2 separate regions of the Danio rerio genome follow, and region 2 is linked to region 1. The links are chromatin contacts, called in public Hi-C maps. All regions are on one chromosome and are shown on one strand. Each heading gives the region's core, a stretch centred on a gene start, on an enhancer-like site or on the middle of the called end of the contact. The rest is flanking DNA. Distances are from core to core; before and after follow the strand shown.

The links. A called contact is a pair of places that touch in the nucleus more often than the background predicts.
Region 2: a contact with region 1 is called in a Hi-C map of embryo, with 2.2 times the contacts expected there. The contact joins the enhancer-like site here to the promoter of lhfpl5a in region 1. A contact is called at or near these places in 5 of 18 Hi-C or Micro-C datasets (caudal fin, embryo, skeletal muscle and 1 more) and 2 of 4 datasets of contacts at active chromatin or transcription factors (caudal fin and embryo).

Annotation. Positions count from the first base shown.
Region 1 is chr11:2,890,263-2,896,934 of GRCz12tu, reverse strand. lhfpl5a (LHFPL tetraspan subfamily member 5a) reads left to right here and starts at 3,442. Exons shown (of 6, transcript XM_017358406.4): 1 at 3,442-3,928. It overlaps LOC141376507 (a long non-coding RNA gene), which reads right to left. Exons shown (of 4, transcript XR_012386942.1): 4 at 5,988-6,672.
Region 2 is chr11:2,953,271-2,959,942 of GRCz12tu, reverse strand. kif21b (kinesin family member 21B) reads right to left here. Exons shown (of 34, transcript XR_012386930.1): 5 at 5,317-5,451; 6 at 2,551-2,718; 7 at 1,381-1,496. Among named protein-coding and RNA genes, the nearest start is that of kif21b, 53 kb to the right of the region's middle. Within about 2 kb of position 1,667, at least 6 of the 62 cell types and tissues checked have an H3K27ac peak or open chromatin away from gene starts, as enhancers often do.

The DNA of each region.
Region 1 (6,672 bases), core at 2,193-4,692:
TCTCATTAAACCCTAGAGATGGTTGTGCGTGAAAATCCCAGTAGATCAGCAGTTTCTGAAATACTCAGAGCAGCCCATCTGGCACCAACAACCACGCCACATTCAAAGTCACTTAAATCCCCTTTCTTCCATATTCTGATGCTTGCTTTGACCTGCAGCAGATCGTCTTGACCTGGTCTTCTTGCCTATATGCAGTGAGTTGCTGCCATGTGATTGGCTGATTAGAAATTTGGGTTAATGAGCAGTTGGACAGGTGTACCTAATAAAGTGTGTGTGTGAGTTAGCATACAGTTAGGAGTTAGACTTAGGCTGCACGATAACTATACTAGATATGAATTAGCAAAGCTAGCTGTGGAATACTATTAATTTGCAGAAAGCAGAAAAGGTTTTAATCATCCTTTTCTCCTATCTGGGAAATGAATGTTTTGCTAACTCACATCTGAATGAGAAATTCAATCTGCTTATGACCTCAAAGCTAATATGGATATGGAAAGACACCACACACACGTTCAGATTATTTCTGACGAGCAACATTTGCTAACTGACAGCCCCACATCAGCGAATGAGACATGCATTTTGCTTTCCCTTTGATGTTTGCATAATCCCTTTTACACAGTTTGCTATATTTAGCTTTGAGGTCATAAGCCGATTCAATTTCTCATTCAGATGTGAGTTAGCAAAACATTCATTTCCCACATAGCAGAAACGGATGATTGAAAGCTTTTCCGCTATATGCAAATTAATAGTATCACGCAGCTAGCTTTGCTAACTCGCATCCATCAATGGGTAATAGTAGAAAAAGTTATGGTGCGGCCTCTTTAAAGTTGTAGTAATAGTTTTTGATGACAGGGCTTTAGTATGCGCACACTTCAGTCGAATGGTCGCCCCACAGCAGACAAAAGCTTCATACAATAGCCAGGAGCGCAGCGGTGCGGCTGACCCATTCAGAGCGTGTGTGAGGGAGTGTGGGGGAGTAGATTAGCCACAGTCCATGCCTGTTTCTGTCCTGTGAATATAGCAGCAGACACACATTTGGGAAGAGCGAGGGAACGGCCAGTCAGCTGACAGCTCTGACTTCATCTAGGTCAGTCTGCTGTGTATGCGTGTGTGTGTGTGTATGTCTGTGCCCCAGGGCTACACACACACGTGACATAAAGACTCCCTCATCTGTCCCCAAATTACATCCATCCTCCCCCAGCAACATCACCATCTGTGGGGGAAAGGGTCTTGCCAAGGCGCCCAGGTTATAGTCCAATATTCACTAGATGTGGTTTCATGTAAAACGTCAATCTGCAAACTGTTGACTTTGTGTAGGCTACTGTATTAGTAGTTAAGACAAAACACATGCAAATTTTGTCAGCATGTTCTCTCCTTTGTTCCGAACCTGTGTGCATTTCTCCTTTTTTTCAGTGTAGACCGCGTCAATGTGGTCATGTCATTGGCCCATGAACATTTCCTGCTTGATATCAAACTATTTCATAACTCTAAAAAGAGGCAATTCAATCATAACTTCATGTTAAAACAGCTATCATAACATTATTTAGAGGTTCTTAATTGCATCTATCTTGAGAAACTGAGACATTGTTTTAAAGGATCACTGAACTCCTTTAACAAAACATGGAGTCCCATGCTGTCAGTCATTGAGAACCTTAACATTTCAGGAACTGCTGACTAGAATTTCGAAAGGGAGAAAGAGAGACTTCTAGTTTTTATTTTACATTTTCATCCTTTGTATTTACCCATATATTTATTTTCATTTATTTTATTTATAATTTTTTTTTCTAATGTTATTATTTATTTGTTTATATCTTTATTATTTATTTATCAGTGTCTTGATTCACCGTTACATACTTATTGAAGGCCTCAGAAAATAGGGAGGGGTGGGAGATGGGAGGGATGGTGCATAGAAGGGGGTAGAAAAATGTAAGGTTGTTTAAAGAGTTCTCCAGATTTCTTGTTTTTATTGCTATGTATTTCATGTCATCTCTTTGCTGATAGGACTTCTATTTTTCATATACATTTGCAAGTTTGAATAATATCTGGAAAAAAATGCAATAAAAATATTGGAAATAATAACATTATTTATCAATAATTTTGGATTTTTGGAAGCTTTAGAAGTTAATAATGTAAAACAGGAAATACGTTGGTACATTGTTTTTGTTTACATCCCTCACAACATAAAAGAAGATATATGTAAGAATTAAAACATGACCAAAGATTGCACTATCATGTTTTTCTCTTCTTCTTCATTCTTTTATATCACATTTTACCTGTTTTTATGTTTTGTTTTGTTTTTACGCATTTTTATTATTTGTTTTTATTTTTATTTTACTTGTTTCTTTTATTCTTGTTTATGTAAAGCACTTTGAATTGCCATTGTGTATGAATTATGCTATATAAATAAACTTGCCTTGCCTATACTTGCCTTGCCTTGCCTTGCCTTGCAAAGTCATTTAGGTGAACTATTAGCCACCCAAATTTTTCTGCTTAACCTGATCTCATGAGGAAATGTAGGTATTTTACGTTTTGTCAGTTTAGTGGCTAATTCGAGTTAAGTCGTACGAAATTTTAAAAAGGAGGTGTGGCAACCAACGCCACCCCTAACCTCAACCGTCATTGGGTGATGAGCAAATTGTACTCAGTTGTAGGAATTAGATTGTACGAATTCATACGAATTAGCCACTAAATCAAAAACTTATGAATTGCCGTGAGATTGCGTTGGTTTAACGGAAAGCTTTTTTCAACACATTTCTAAACACATTTCTTTAATAACTCATTACTAGGCCTAAAAGGAAACTGCGTGCGCAGAAATCCGCAGATTTTCAGCTCATCACTGAGTCTGCTTATTTACTTGTGTAAATGTGCGTAAATTGATATTCATTCAGTTTTTAAAATTGATTCCAGTAATAATATTGACTAAAATGAAGTGTTCATTTGATTTATTTACAATACAGTTTGTAAAGTAATATTTTAGAAGATATATTTTATGATTTGAGTTTTGATTGGATTTATTTATTTTAGATCAAAAATATCATACATAAAATATCATTAACAAAAAATACATTTCAACATGGTCGAAAATGGAGTGGGATGAAGCGCAAGATTATTATTTTCCCACCCCATTACCACATACTTCATTCATCTATTACTTAAACTTATTTCTTCTGTTACTCATCTCCTTTTTTACGTGAGAAATATTTTATCCTTTTGGCATCTTTGATATATTATATGTTTAAATCCATTTAAACCTTAATATATATATATATATATATATATATATATATATATATATATATATATATATAGGAAAAAATATAATATTTTGACATTAACTGCATGTGTTTTGGCAAAGGCTCCATGTTAGCTGTGTTTTGATTAGCTTGCCGTGTTAATCAGTTGCAACAAATGGCGTCTGGCTTTCTGTGAAGTAAAAGAATAATTACTTCAGCGGATGTTGACAAAGGAGAAGATGGTGTGATGAATGCACAGTTGGCTGAGGAAGAAGTCAATGGTCGGGGCGGTCTGGTGGTCAAAAGAAGGTCTCTTCAGGGGGGCTCCATTCTGTGTCGCGTGCTGTTTCCCCCCCACCTCTCAAACCCGCGGGCTTCTGAGTTTCACGCTGGGTTCAGGCGGTGGGGCTGAGCATCGCCTGTGGGACTTGCCCCACTGACACGGTTATTGATAGCGTCAGTGCCACATGATGGACAGAAAGGCCCGGTGTGTGGACGGATGACGGGGAGGTCACGGCGGAGCAGAAAGGGAGAGATTTCTTTTGTCCTGGATGGGTAAAAAGAGCAGACAGGCCTAAACTGGAGCACTCGGAAACACATGAGTGCACATGACAGGAGAGGCCATTCACGTATGGGACGAGGGAGAAAAACAAAGCCAATGGCTGCTGGCTAATTCAGTAACTCTGTCTGTGAAATATGTAAGTGGTACCACTCAAAAGTCTAGAATATTTACGAGTTTTCTTCATTCATGTGCTTCAGGGTTTCTCTGAGGTGTGCATGGAGTCCGTGTTTCACTGTGATCCTCCTCCAAGTAAAGTCTTTAAATTATAGGTCTCAATCTCAATTCCTGGAGGGCCGCAGCTCTGCACAGTTTTGCTCCAATCCTATCAAACACAGCTGATCCAAATAATCGAGGTGTTTAAAAGAGTCATGAGCACCTTCATAAGTTGGATCAGCTGTTGTATCAGGGTTGCAGCAAAACTACGCAGAGCTGCGGCCCTCCAGGAATTGAGTTTGAGACCTATGATTTAAATGTATTCAATTTGTAGTCCTTATCATTGTGGGCGTCAGACACAATTGTAGGCGATCCAGGGCTCTACACAAAAATTAGTTGGGGATTTGTGTCTAGGGTGGACTGTTAATGGTAGACATAGATCCTGATGGTATTGGGGTATAAATATCCACCTCAACAGTGTGGTTGAGGGGATTTCCTTGAGCAAGGCACCAAACCCCTAACTGCTCCCTGAGCAGCCCACTGCTCCTGGTGTGTACACGATAGACCAGGGATGTCAAACTCAATTCCTAGAGGGCCGCTGCAATGCACAGTTTAGTTCCAACCCTGCTCCAACACACTTACCTGCAGGTTTCAAACAAGCCTGAATGACTCAATTAGTTTGATCAGGTGTGTCTAATTAGGGTTGGAACTAAACTGTGCAGGGCCCTCCAGGAATTGAGTTTGACATCCCTGCGATAGACTGATTTATATGTGGATGCCATTTAAATAGCGAAATCGAGACTGCGGTGGGAAGAAGTCACAAACAGGAATGTTGAGTACATGGTTGCATATCTTATCAGCGAAGAGAAAGCGACCCAAATTAATCATTTCACTGCCTTCCAAGTGACCCGAACATCCGTTCTGAATGGAAAGTAAAATAAAAAGGGATTTCATTTTCAGCTAAGTTAAGGGAAATGACACTAGTTTGCTAACGTTATTTTTTCCAAACCAGGGTATACGCAGGAATCCTAAAGGTAATTTCAATACCTTTTTAAGTGAAGTTTATTCGTAAACTAATTTCGAGAGGATCACATGCTTATGATTGACACGGCTAGCCCCGAGTCAAGCTAATGTACGAATCACCAATCAGACTATTCCTAACCCAGTACAAATAACCAAACATCTTACCTTTAGTCATCTTCGTCTTGAAGAATCTCCCCTTCCACCCCTTCTCCTCCTCTGTTGTACAGGGCAGCACAGCGGCCCCACAGCAAAAAATGTCTCCGACTCGGGAATCCACCCAACCGGACAGCATTTTCGTGCGGAGTTCATGTTCTCCCCGTGCTTGCGTAGGTTTTCCCCGGGTCCTCCGGTTTCCTCCCACACTCCCAAAAACATGAGACTTAAGTAAATTGACTAAACCAAATTAGCACCAAATTCAATTCTGTCAGCAACACATCACCTTAGCAATCCTTGCGCAGCAGGAGGGGGGGGTTCTCGAGATCTACTCGAGTTTAAACTCCCCTCTCGCCCTGCAACGGGAGGGAGCTCCGGGCTCGAGGATCTTTTGAGCTTGGGGCTCTCTCCCGGGACAGCATGCCAAACTAGCTTATTACCAATCATCAGCTAAGTGTGAACTCTTGAAAGTCCTTCTGATAATATATTAAGACCTCGTCGACCAGTATCAAACCTTCAACTTAATAAATAGTTGTTAATAAACAGTTGTAGTTAAATAAATCAATGGAGCACAACCATGCAACAGAAGCTCGGAGGAACCAAAGCTTGAAAGATTAAAATTACACGGTTGTTTTCAGCAACAGGCTTCAGCCACTGTTTAAACTCGTCTTTCTCCAACCAGAAGTACGCAAATAACATTTTCCTATTGTGCCGTCTGTTTCGCTCTGTGGTTTCGCTACATGTGGAGAGCGTCACATCACCTTCCTGCAATTGTCGCAAATTACGTGACATCACCCTGACGGAGGAGCTTGGCCAGACGCACTCCGGCCCGAACCAATCACATAGATCAAGTACGCCGCTGTTAATATTAGGAGGAAAATACATATATTTATTGGGTGTTTTATAGAATTAAACACTTTGAACAAAATTTAAGACCTCGTAAAGACATGATTAATACTTTTTAAAACCTTTTCACGGCCTTAATTTTCTCTTAAATGATTTATCAACTTTTAATATTTTTTAAAACCCCACGGACACCCTGCAAACACACGTTCTAGATGCCATTTATCAAACTCAAGTTAATGAACTGATTCTTTGACTGTATTAGACTTGTCATGATACTGAATTTCTATACTGAAATAAAAAACAGCAATTTTCCCACTAACATTTAAGCGCTGTTGAATGCGAAGGACGGCACAGTGGTGCAGTGGGTAGCGCTGTCGCCTCAAAGCAAGAAAGTCGCTGGTTCGAGCCTCGGCTGGGTCGTTTGCCATTTCTGTGTGGAGTTTGTTTTTAGGTACATTTTGTACCTTGCTTCCAATACGGTTCAAAAAAAGCAGAGGCCGTGCAGAGCCCATGACAACAATAAAGGCTTTTGTGCAGTCTATCATTCAGAACATCCACAAAGAGGCTGCAGTGTGAAAAGACAAAGCTCATTTCCACCTGAGGGCGAAACACATCATGGGATGAGCATCTGTCTGCGGCCACATGAGAACACGACTCTCCTTATGATCTCTGCTCACACCTGATTTAATAATAGACATCAGCAGT
Region 2 (6,672 bases), core at 418-2,917, 65 kb before region 1:
ATGACCCAGTACACAACCCATGATATAAGACCACGATACTCCAAAACACAAGGGCGATCTTAAGCGAAAATGACTCTTATAAGGTGTTTTATAAATGCAATATTTTAAACTAACCAGTAGCTACAGTGCATCCGGAAAGTATTCACAGCAATTCACTTTTTCCACATTTGTTTATGTTACAGCTTTATTCCAAAATGGATTAAATTAATTTATTTCTTTAACACACACACACACACACACATACATACATACATATATATATATATATATATATATATATATATATATATATATATATATATGTATGTATGTATGTCTATATATATAAATATACATATATATGTATGTATGTATGTATGTATATATACATATATGTGTGTGTGTGTGTGTATATGTATATATTTTTTACAAAAAAATAAATCTTTATAATATTACCTGTTCATGGGCAATAATGTAGGCTTAGCAGTGTCTTCACATATAACAATAACTAAGATGTCCTGTAAAAGGTGTGGTAGAGTAATTATATTTATCATATTCTAAAATAATAGTGGTTGAAGGGAACAAAAAAGTCCAACAAAGCTACTGTCTGCGCAACCTGAAAAACCTGAAACATATCTTCATAATAACAATCTACCCCAAATTGTCAAGAGTTAAAGCTGGGGTTAATCTTTCGTAACAATTATTAGCTTATTTTAAGAACAATAGAGCTGAAAGGGAGTTACCTACTCTACAAAAACCAGTGTGTGAGTGTGTCACATTTACTGCATACACACTGACACACTCAATAGTGTAGATCTGGTGTGTGTTCCTTCTTTTTTTCCCTATCTCAGTTAGTTTAAACAAAAATACTCAATTACTGTCCAACACTGACTTTAAAGGATACTAGTATCTTGAAACAGATCTAGTCAAATATTATGTGCTGTTATCATGGCAAAGATAAAAGAAATCAGCGACTATAAATATAGTTATTAAGACTATTCCCTGCTGAAAAAACAGCATAAACCAGCCTAAGCTGCTTGGCTGGTTTTAGCTGGTTGACCAGCCTGGTTTAAGCTGGATATAGCTGGTTTTGTCTGGGCTCCAAGTCTGACTAGGCTGGTCAAGCTGGTTTTAGCTGGTAATTTTCCAGCTTGACCATCTAAGACCAGGCTGGATATGGCAGGAAACCAGCCTGGAAGTGGCTAAAACCCCTCTAAAACCAGGCTGGTCAACCAGCGAAAACCAGCCAACCAGCCTAGGCTGGTTTAAGCTGTTTTTTCAGTAGAGTTATGTTTAGAAATGCGTTTTTAAATATCTTCTTTGTGTTAAACAGAAATTAGGGGAAACAATATATACAGGGGGGCTAATAATTCTGACTTCAACTGTACATGCACCCATTACCTGTTTCCTCCCAGTGAGTCCTGCAGCAGGCGGGTGAGTTTGGAGTCTCTGTAAGGCACATGTCCAGCCCTCTTACTCTGATCCCCCAGAGCACTAATCACGTTACCCAGAGCCAGCTGCCAAACACACACAAACACAGAGAGAGAGACATGGTCACGCTCCATCGCATGCTGCCATCTATGAGTAAAAGCTTTTAAATGGGCTTCTTAAAACAAGTATGTGGGCTCAGAAAACAATAGAGCTCAAACAATGGCTCTTCTTGGCTTTCCTCCAGCTCTTCTTCACGACTCGCTGTAATTACCTTTACTTCCCATCATGCTCTGACAGCTTTACCCAGCACAGACCATAAGAGAGCAGTAATGAATCTCAAACTAATGCGCTACCGATATTACAGCGGAAAAAATACGACTCAGCTAAATGGCCTTTAACAATTATGATAATGAGTTTTTTCCTTCTTTAAATATCCCTGACATGGCCAGTTTTACAGGGTTGATTTTGTGCTCATTTATTTAAGCATGGTTAAAGGGACTGATCTCTTGATTATGATTCAGTCATGATCTACTTTCATATTGGTATATTTTGTGAGCCAGTTTGTGTACATACACAGACTGGAACGGCAAAGAAAGCGTTCCTGCAGGACTCCCAGAGTTCATCAAGATTCTTTGTGTTCATCTTCAATGCCTCCTCCTTCATCTTACCACAGACATGCTCAATAATGTTCATATCTGATGACTGGGCTGGCCAATCTTAGAGCAGCCTGACCTCCTTTGCTTTCAGGAACTGATGTGGAGGCTGAAGTATGAGCAGGAGCGCTATCCTGCTGGAGAATTGTCCCTCTCCTGTGGTTTGTAATGTAATGGGCAGCACAAATGTCTTGATACCTCAGGCTGTTGATGTTGATCATCCACTCTGCAGATCTCTCCATACTGAATGTAACCCCAAACCATGACTTCTCCTTCACCAAACTTGACTGATTTCTGTGAGAACCACCAACTTATCCAGAATATGTTTTACACAGTGGATGCCCTTGCAGATGCAACCTAGTACTGGGAAATACCCATACACACTCATACACTACGGCCAATTAAGCTCATTGAATTCACCTATAGCGCATGTGTTTGGACTGCGGGGGAAAGCCGAAGGAAAATCAAATGAATGAATGTGTCATACCAGTCCACAGTTGATGGAGATGCCCTCCCGTGCGCGCTCTCCTGTGGCTCCGGTGCGTTTGAGACGCTCTGATCCCGCCAGATCCACAAAGTGAAACTTGGCAGAGAGCGTCTCGTATTCGGACTGAGACATGGAGCCGTCAGAGACTCCATTCAGCTCTCCGTTCACCTGGAGGAGCAGAGAGAAGCCCTGTAATTCACCATTACCACAAAAAACATCACAACATTATCAATAATAAAGGGACACAAACTAATATACAATTTCTGTTTTATGGAAAGCAGATTTTTTTTAAAGAGAAGTTTTAATAGCTCATTTCTAATCGCTGATTTATTTTATCTTTGCCATGATGACAGTAAATAATATTAGACTAAATATCCTTCAAGACACTTCTATACAGCTTAAAGTGACATTTAAAGGATTAACTAGATTAATTAGGCAAGTCATTGTATAACAGTGGTTTGTTCTGTAGAGTAGTGGTTCTCAAACTGTGGTACGTGTACCACTAGTGGTATACAGGCTTCCTTCTAGTGGTACGTGGAGGAATTGCTGAATAGTTAAAGTAAAACAATGAACACACTTTTTATCCTTTGACGTGTATGATAACAACAAAGTGATCAGGAAATAGATTTTAATAGGCTAAACCTTTTATTTTATTTCTAATTGTCTAATGTTTTCTATGTCTTCTAACCTTTGAAGCTAATTTCTCCCCATATTTGGAACGGTTGTAGGAGGCGTATCCTGTTTTTTAAATCCCAATGTTGACAGGCATAGTTAAATACTTTGCTTTTCTGACACACACAGCCTACTCTAACGCGCAGTGAGCAGATGTAATTTCTGTATTAGGTATGTAAATCCAAATTGTATATTTAAAATACAAGTTAATGTTTAGATTTCAAAGATATACAAATAAGTCATATATACATGCAATATACAGGGTGGGCCATTTATTTGGAGACACCTTAATAAAATGGGAATGGTTGGTGATATTAACGTCCTGTTTGTGGCACATTAGTATATGTGAGGGGGCAAACTTTTCAAGATGGATGGTGACCATGGTGGCCATTTTGTAGTCGGCCATCTTGGATCCAACTTTTGTTTTTTCAATAGGAAGAGGGTCACGTCTTGTATCTTCACACCATAGACATTTGCCTTCAGATGATCCCAAAGATAAGCCTAAGGGGGTAAGATCGGGAGACCTTGGGGGCCATTCAACTGGCCCATTATGACCAATCCACTTTTCAGGAAACTTTTCATCTAGGAATGCTCGGACCTGACACCCATAATTTGGTGGTGCACCATCTTGCTGGAAAAACTCAGGGAACGTGCCAGATTCAGAGCATAAAGAGGGAAACACATCATCATGTAGCAATTTCAAATATCCAGTGGCCTTGAGATTTCCATTGATAAAGAATGGCTGCACTATATTGTCTATGGTGTAAAGATTAAAGATGTGCAGCACCTGAAACTTCGGATACTGGAAGCCTGTGCTGGCATTTCTCCTGCGGTGTTGCTATGAGTGTGTGAAGAGTGGGAGCAGAGGCTTGCATTGACAAACCAACACAATGGACAGCACACTAAACACATTTTATAAGTGATCAGAAACTTGTAAATAACTCATGTTAGAATAAAGTAACGTTAAAACCAAGCACACCATTGTTTTTCTTGTGAAATTCCCAATAAGTTTGATGTGTCACATGACCCTCTTTCTATTGAAAAAACTAAAGTTGGATCCAAGATGGCCGACTTCAAAATGGCCACCATGGCCACCACCCATCTGAATGTAAATGGCCCACCCTGTATATTCCAAAATGTATCCAAAAAAAATGTATATATAAATATGATGACATATAGCCCATATTTATGAGGTCCAAGGAACATTTCCAGGTTTTGATGAATAGGCTACTTCATGATTATTCTTTACATTTAAGTACAGCAGTTTTTTTTTTACTTTCTAGATCAGTGCCATTTTTAATTAACTTTTTAATGTTGATGTTTTATGTTTCTTTTTTTATCAGTAAGCACAGTACAGTGTTAAAGATTAAACTATTTAAAGTAAAATGTTTAAAGTGGCTGACAATAATAAATATTAATAATAATAGGAATTAATCTGCCTCGTTTTTGAACTGTGCAGAGCTGTGGCTGCTTAATTAGGCATACTACGCTACTGTATTTCAATACTGCTCATTATAGTGGTACATGGAGAGACTATTTTTTTCTGAGGTGGTACTTGATGGAAAAAGTTTGAGAACCACTGCTGTAGACAATCAAAAACAAATATTGCTTAAGGGGGCTAATAATATTGACCTTAAATTGTTTTGTTTTTTATTAAAAACTGCTTACATTCTAGCTGAAATAAAACAAATCAGACTTTATGCAGAAGAAAAAATATTATAGGAAATACTGTGAAAAAATCCTGAATCTGTTAAACATCATTTGGGAAATATTTGAAAATATGATAACATTCACAGGAGGGTGAATCATTCAACTCTATTGCATGTTTTATTATAACAACAACAATGATTTTTCAGTACATTGTGAAGCTCTAAATTAGAGTCACAAATGAAGTGTGATGCGTCGAGTTTCAGTGTGCTCTGGCATGTTCACTGACATTTATAATTCCTGTGGTTTAACATAATGACTTTCGTTTATACAGCAGCGGCGCTCTGAATTTTAATGCTTTAAAACATTCGACCTGCTCAAACTTGCTGATGTCTCTGTGATGCAGGAGCTTGTGTTAATGTTAAGATGTTGGGCTTGTTTTTGTACCAGTTGTGGCTGTGGGCAGACTCTCATCTGGCAGAGGTGGATGGTGAAGATGGCGTGCGAACGGGAGCTCTGGGCGTTCATCTGTGTGCTGGCGGTGGTGCGGGAGAGAGCGCCCAGCTTTAGACACTGCAGGAGCTGAACATACACACACACAAATGCAGCGTGAATAACACTGCCACTGAATACACTAGTCAACAAGCGAAGTGAGTAAAAATGGTTTGGGCTGCTTGATTGAATGTGATGATATGGAGGCAGATCGATCTCAAAAGTAAAACACTAACAAAAAGAATTCATACACAATTCACATCTACAACACTGAATTCGTAAATTGAACACTGTCACGCCCCGTGTGGCTCGGAGGATGAAAAAGGGCTTAACATAATTATGACAACGCAATATTTTAAGAATTCCTCTGAGATGTTAACTGCTATGAATCAACACAGACAACGACGTGGCAAAAAAAAAACTGGTTCGCTTTATTACAATAAAGATAAAGAAGTGTATATTTAAATCACCCAAAGTATATTTACAAATATGTACAATAAATGCAAAAATTAAACAAAAATAACTGATGAAGGGAAGGAGAATAAGCGGTGCCAAATCAAAGAAAATAACAAATGACAACGCAAATTTACAAAACACGATTCGCAAATTTAAAGCGATTCATAAATATACAAAACACAATTCATTCATTCATTCATTCATTTTCTCGTCGGCTTAGTCACTTTATTAATCCGGGGTTGCCACAGCGGAATGAACCGCCAACTTATCCAGCACATTTTTACGCAGCGGATGATCTTCCAGCCGCAACCCATCTCTGGGAAACATACACACACACATACACACTCATATACTACGGACAATTTAGCCTACCCAATTCACCTGTACCGCATATCTTTGGACTGTGGGGGAAACCGGAGCATCCAGAGGAAACGCTCCCTCGCTAACGCAGGGAGAACATGCAAACTCCACACATGCAGCTCATAACCGAAAGGACAAGATCTCGGATACAAACTGAAATAAAAATGAATTTCTTCGCAGGGTGGCAGGGCGCACCCTTATAGATAGGGTGAGGAGCTCTGTCACCCGGGAGAAGCTCGGAGTGGAGCCGCTGCTCCTCCACATTGAGAGAAGTCAGCTGAGGTGGCTGTGGCATCTGTTTCAGATGCCAATTGGACGTCTACCAAGGGAGGTATTTCAAGCTTGCGCCCCCAGGAGGAGGCCTCGAGGAGGCTTAATACATGCTGGAGGGATCATGTGTCTCTCGACTAGCCTGGGAACACCTTGAGATCCGAGTAGAAGGAAGTGTAGCGTTCCCTCCTGAGACTTTTGCCCCCGCGGCCAGTCCCCGCATAA